2 separate regions of the Mus musculus genome follow, and region 2 is linked to region 1. A link is a contact called in public Hi-C data. All regions are on one chromosome and are shown on one strand. Each heading gives the region's core, a stretch centred on a gene start, on an enhancer-like site or on the middle of the called end of the contact. The rest is flanking DNA. Distances are from core to core; before and after follow the strand shown. Region 1 has its middle 15 kb from the start of Gm41297. Region 2 has its middle 29 kb from the start of Gm34590.

Evidence for each region. A called contact is a pair of places that touch in the nucleus more often than the background predicts.
Region 2: a Hi-C map of cerebral cortex shows a contact between it and region 1, with 4 times the contacts expected there. The contact joins two enhancer-like sites. A contact is called at or near these places in 1 of 484 Hi-C or Micro-C datasets (cerebral cortex), 8 of 115 datasets of contacts at active chromatin or transcription factors (craniofacial prominence, embryonic forebrain, embryonic hindbrain and 4 more) and 1 of 9 other capture datasets (embryonic stem cells).

Annotation. Positions count from the first base shown.
Region 1 is chr15:36,741,602-36,744,401 of GRCm38.p6, reverse strand. No RefSeq gene overlaps it. Among named protein-coding and RNA genes, the nearest start is that of Gm41297, 15 kb to the right of the region's middle. Within about 2 kb of position 1,546, at least 40 of the 459 cell types and tissues checked have an H3K27ac peak or open chromatin away from gene starts, as enhancers often do. A contact at or near this core is called in cerebral cortex and forebrain, where this site is marked.
Region 2 is chr15:36,965,863-36,968,664 of GRCm38.p6, reverse strand. No RefSeq gene overlaps it. Among named protein-coding and RNA genes, the nearest start is that of Gm34590, 29 kb to the right of the region's middle. Within about 2 kb of position 1,519, at least 150 of the 459 cell types and tissues checked have an H3K27ac peak or open chromatin away from gene starts, as enhancers often do. A contact at or near this core is called in cerebral cortex and forebrain, where this site is marked.

The DNA.
Region 1 (2,800 bases), core at 297-2,796:
TACTCATGGACGTTTACATTTTTTATGTGACTAACATTCCAGTACAGAGGCAGTAAGGCAGGGGGGAAACAGCGGAGCTCCGAACCGGTTGAGCCCAGCCTTCAGCCCTGACATTAGGCTCTCAGCGCGCCAAGCTCTGGGGCCTCGGATGCTGGGCATGTGGAGGGGCATAGTGCCTGCTTGCAGGCTGCTTTGCCGATGCAGATGATGTGAGTGGAGCCCTGGCCCTTGTTTGTTTTCTACAGCTGGGGAGTGGAACAAGAGATTAAGACTTGACCAGAGACCCAGAGAAGGTTGGACACAGTAGCGGGAACAATCCGTGTATGTGGCAATGAAGAAACACTACGAAGTTGTCTTGTCTGATGGTGTGAGCAGAGGCAGTCCCCAACCATAACTCAGACAATAAGTAACTGAGGGTAGGGTAGTGGATGGGGGAGGGGATGAGAAAGAGGTCAGGCCACGGCCGCAGTGGGAGTGGACTGTGGAGATCTCAGGAGACAGGACAGAGGAGCAAGGCACTGGATAAGAAAACCTTCAGAACTTTCCATGCTAACTAGCTGAGCACAAGTTGCCTTGATAGCACAGGTCCCCTCGGGTGGAAGGTGAACTCACTCTGGATGTAGTTCTTTGTCTTGACATGAACCCTAAACTCTCCCAAGGCTGAGGATTTACGCCAGATTTCCTCAGTTTCATCTCAGGGCCCAAATAAAACCAAAGAGTTTTATTTTTGTTTTGTTTGTTTTGAGACAGGATCTCATTTTGCAGCACAGGCTCACCTGGAACTCTGGAATCTCCCTCAGCTTCCAGAGTGATGGGATTCTAAACATGGCTCCCCATACCGTGAGTTACCATGTGCTTTAGGGGGGAAGAATCTGAGACCTGAGGGACTTCGGAGACTTTCCGGAATCGCACAGCTGACAGATAGCAGACCTGAACTTTTCACTCAAACCACTGAACTCCTTAGATCCTTGGGTCTTTCCAGTTTAGATTGCCCTGAGTTTTCTGGTACTGAGAATACAGATCACAAGCCACTGCAGACATACAGCAAGGTTTGGCTGAAATCCAAATAAATGGCAAATGAATCCAAATAAATGGCTATACAGAATCCTTCCACCCTGCACAGACATTGACATCATCCAGGGAGCTTGAAAAAGGACTGTTGGCCCAGGGCTCCAGCATATCGCTGAAATCAGAATCCAGGGCTGACAGGTATCATCCAGTTTAAAACTCCCAGATGATGTTAGCATGCAGGCAGACTGTGAATCACAGAGCTGGAGCCTTGCACACAACAGGTCAGTCCTTGCCATGACAGGCCTCAGCCATCTTGAGTGGCATGCCATCTGTGTGGTCCACAGGTCCTTCTGTGCTCGCCGCATTGGCAGGCAGCTCTTGCCCGCCCTCTCCCCCTCATTGCCATATTGCCTCTTGATTTGGTCTTCAGACTTTTGGTGATGACTAATTAATCCTTCCGGAAGCATCCAAGAAGACCTACTTGTGGGTGAACCATCTGGAGTTCCTCTCTCTGGACTTGGCCTCTGGGGAAAAAGAGGAGGGAGAGTGGGAGGTGACTCATCCTTCAGATGAAATGCTGCCATTGTGCCTCCAAAGGAAGACTGTGGTCTCAGGGGTTCTAGCTTTCTTCCTGGCTTTTCAATGGCTCTAGATGGGACATTTTCTCGTCTGTACACTCATGTCCACATTTGACTTGTAGCCAGGAAGGCAGAGACACTCCAGGTTACCTCTGTTATTTTTCACAAAGTGAACTTGGTTGATCTTCAATGATGTGTGTCTGTAAAGTGCTCACATGGCTTCTTTTCTAACAGTATTCTCTTTTGTAAATGGGGTGGTTAGGGTGGAAAGCACGGAGTCACCAACTACGTAGTAAACACTTGCTTAAGATGGAGAAAGTTTGGTCACCCTGCCCGAGTCCCCTTTCACTCCATCTCAAAAAGGAAAATAAGGGCTGAAGAGATGGCTCAGCAGGTAAGAGCACCGACTGCTCTTCCAGAGGTCCTGAGTTCAATTCCCAGCAACTACATGGTGGCTCATAACCATCTGTAATGGGATCTGATGCCCTCTTCTGGTGTGTGCCTGAAGATAGCTACAGTGTACTCATATAAATAACAATAAAGAAATAATATTTTTAAAAAAGAAAACAAATGAAGGATGGCTACAGACAGAGACACGCTCTCCATGGACCAGTGCCTCAGCCCCTCCTCATGGAGCTCATACCTACAGCCCAAGATTCATGGATATTTACTACAGATTGGCAAACCCCTGTCTCAAGTGAAGTGTGTTTCTGCTCTTAACTCACAGCCAGCATTGGCCTGAAGACAGTCTTTCTCTCTCTCTCTTCCTCTCTCTTTCTCTCTCTCTCTCTCTCTCTCTCTCTCTCTCTCTCTCTCTCTCTCTGTGTGTGTGTGTGTGTGCGTGTATCAGACAGACAGATAGAGTGAGTCTAGAGTTGAATGGGTGGGGAGGTGGGGAAGATCTGGGAATAAATGAGGGAGAGAACTCCTACCACAATATACCATATTCAAACAAACAAACAAAAAACCCTACTATTTTTAAAACAAATTTTAAAAAACCATGAAGCCAAGAAAAAGCAAGGAAGAGGGCTGGAGAAACGGCTCAGTGGTTAAAAGCACTGATTGAGCTTCCAGAGGACCTGGGATCAACTCCCAGCCGCCACATGGCAGCTCACAACTGTCTGTAACTCCAAGATCTGACACCCACACACAAACTTGCATGCAGGCAAAACACCAATGCACATAAAAAAATAAATATTAAAAAAGAAAAG
Region 2 (2,802 bases), core at 270-2,769, 220 kb before region 1:
TGTTGTAGCTCTCATCCTTACTCATCCAGCCTGCTGAGTCCTTTAAGAATAAATACCTCTGAGATGAACAAAAATCAGGAGGAAAAGGGAAAGTAGAGGAGGGAGGATGAGGGGAGGATGGAGGAAGGAGGGGGGAGGAAGGAGGAAGAGGGGAGGAGGAGTGGGGAGGGAGGATGGAAGAAGAGAGGCAGGAAGGATGAGAGTGGGAGGAAAAAGGAGGGGAAGGAGGGGAAGGAAGAGGAGGAAAGACTTACAACAATGCCCATTTTGAAGTATTTTCTTGTGTTATTAGTACCTTGTACTTTTCCATGTTATCAAACATGATTGCAGCCAAAGTCCAAGAAGGCTACACAACGATTACCCTGCCTCTTCCAATGATGGAGAAATTGACACCTGAAAAGACTAACTCATTCAAGGTCAGACGCAGCAGTCGAATCCGCTGCAGCATCCTTCTGAAAGGGCAGCCTGCACAGCTTGTCTCCCCATGGCTGGCAGCAACGGCGCCACTCAGACTGCTACATGCATGGCTATTCAGGAGCCGCTCATCTGCTGCACGCTGAATCCTCTGACGTGTGTTTCACCATATTATAACCATGCCCTTCATTTGCAAACATTTCCGCCTGGCTGTGCCTATGAGCTGCAGAGCCATCGGGTTCGAGAGTCTACTCGATGCTAACACAGCCTCCCATTGTGCAGCCTACTTCTCTGCAGCTTCTCCTGGCAGAGGCAGAATGCTGACCCCCTGGCACCGCTGAGTGCTTTCCCTCATCAGTCTGAGATGCTGGAGTGGGTGTCTCACTATAGAGCCCCATCTCCAAAGGCACGGAGTGTGCATTAGCATGGTCTCCTTGGGAGAGGGTTATTTTTGTCTCTCGTCTTCAGGGATTGGTCCAAAATAGGGGAGGCAAGTATCAGGAGTACAGGAAGAATCAATGTCTCCAGCTCAGCAGAGAGCTGCTCAGAATCGTATTGTTACCATCTCCGCTATCACCCGGTGCCCCTGCAGCCCCAGAGTTCAGATCTAGTGGAAGGGAGCTACTCTTGGGCACAGCACCGAGCCCAGTACTGGGATCTTTCTGTGAGATTTCTCACCACACATTCCACGAGACAGACCTCGTTGCCATAGTTACCGGAGGATCACATGATAGCCTGGTTACTTAGATGTGTAGGAGAACAGATGAAACTGAGGGGGGCTTGGCGCAGCCTCGATGCTTCGCCTCCTAGCTGCGTGCGCATCCTTAGCCAGGCTCCAGGACCTGCCCCACTTACCACTTGCCTGCTCTAGGGGTTAATGGCCACATCATACATTGCTTTCACAATGAGATCGTGCCAAACGTCCCTCAAGGTCCTCTAGTTTCAGGAACCTTCTCTCTCTTCCTAGCCCCTTCCTTCCCTATCCCCTCTGCCCTGCAGAGGTGCTATAATTAAATAGCTGAGTGTGTGTGGCAGGGCCGGGGGTGCGGAAGAGCATGCAGCCCACAGCACTTGGATAACCTCTTCTCTAAACTCTGAGGCTGGCATGAGTCAGGGATTTAGAAGCTGTGATACAGCAGGACACGATGCTTAACGGGGGTGGAGAGGGAGTATGGATTTGTCCTGATGCTGAAGGGACTAGGTGGGGGGAGGGGGAGATCTCGCTTTCCTGAGCACAGGCAGAATGTGGGTAGGGTGGTGTGGATGGACCCTCAGCCTCAGAATTCTGGTAATGGTTACACTCTGAGCATCTCTAATGAGGAGTGGTGGCTACGGCACCCTGACAGTTCCTTCCTATAGAAAGGCCATGCCCGGGCAAAGCTTTTGGAGGGGGAAGCTCTGCTTTTCTCCTGGCCTTCTCTCTTCCCTCTGGCCTTGTGACCAGTTAGGGCATAGTCACATGTCAGCCTGCTGTGAGAGGTTGGTGAGTGGGCCCACCTAACAGCAGCATCTGCACAGTTCCCAGCACATCTGTGGGCCCAGCTCACACAGTGTCTTTCCAACTCATCCAACTCTCCTTGGCCAGCGTCTATAGATGGACCCAGGCCAGGAGAGTTAGCCAAGGCTCAGCCTGAAAGGAATTCTGTCCTGGCAGTGCTAGGTGATTCAAAGAACATTTTTTGGGTCCCTGCCTCAGAAAGCAAAGTATATTTAGAGGAGAAGAGTCAAATAACTTCGCAAATGTAACTAGATTTACAGGATTCACAGAACAAGGGCTGTAGTGACAAGAAGAGATTACTCTAAAGTGGACAAAGGAAGATGGAACCTCAGATCTCAGAGGTTTGTGAGACTGTCGAGTCAAGTGCAAAATATAATAGAATTTCTGAAGTTTTTCTAGCATAACTTTTAGTAAGATATGCTTCTGTCTTCCCTTTTATATGTATTAAATGTACACAAGTCTATCAGGTAGGACCAGACTGGGATAAGATTAATATACAAGCCGGGCAGTGGTGGCGCACGCCTTTAATCCCAGAACTCGGGAGGCAGAGGCAGGTGGATTTCTGAGTTTGAGGCCAGCCTGGTCTACAAAGTGAGTTCCATGATAGCCAAGGCTACACAAAGAAACCCAGTTTCAAAAAAACAAAACAAAAGATTAATATACAAGATGACAATGACTTAAACGAGAGTTTATGTCACCTAAGTGGAGCCTGGTAGTGAGCTGCCCAGAGCTGGTACGCTGTCTTCTCTGATGCTCTGACACCAACGTGTGGTTTCTGCTTCCTTATCTAAGGTGACTCTTGTGGTCCAGACAGTATGTCTGCATTCTGGGCAGCAGCAGCAGGAAACAGCTGCACACCTTCAGACAGGGACACTTGTGAAAAGTGGAAA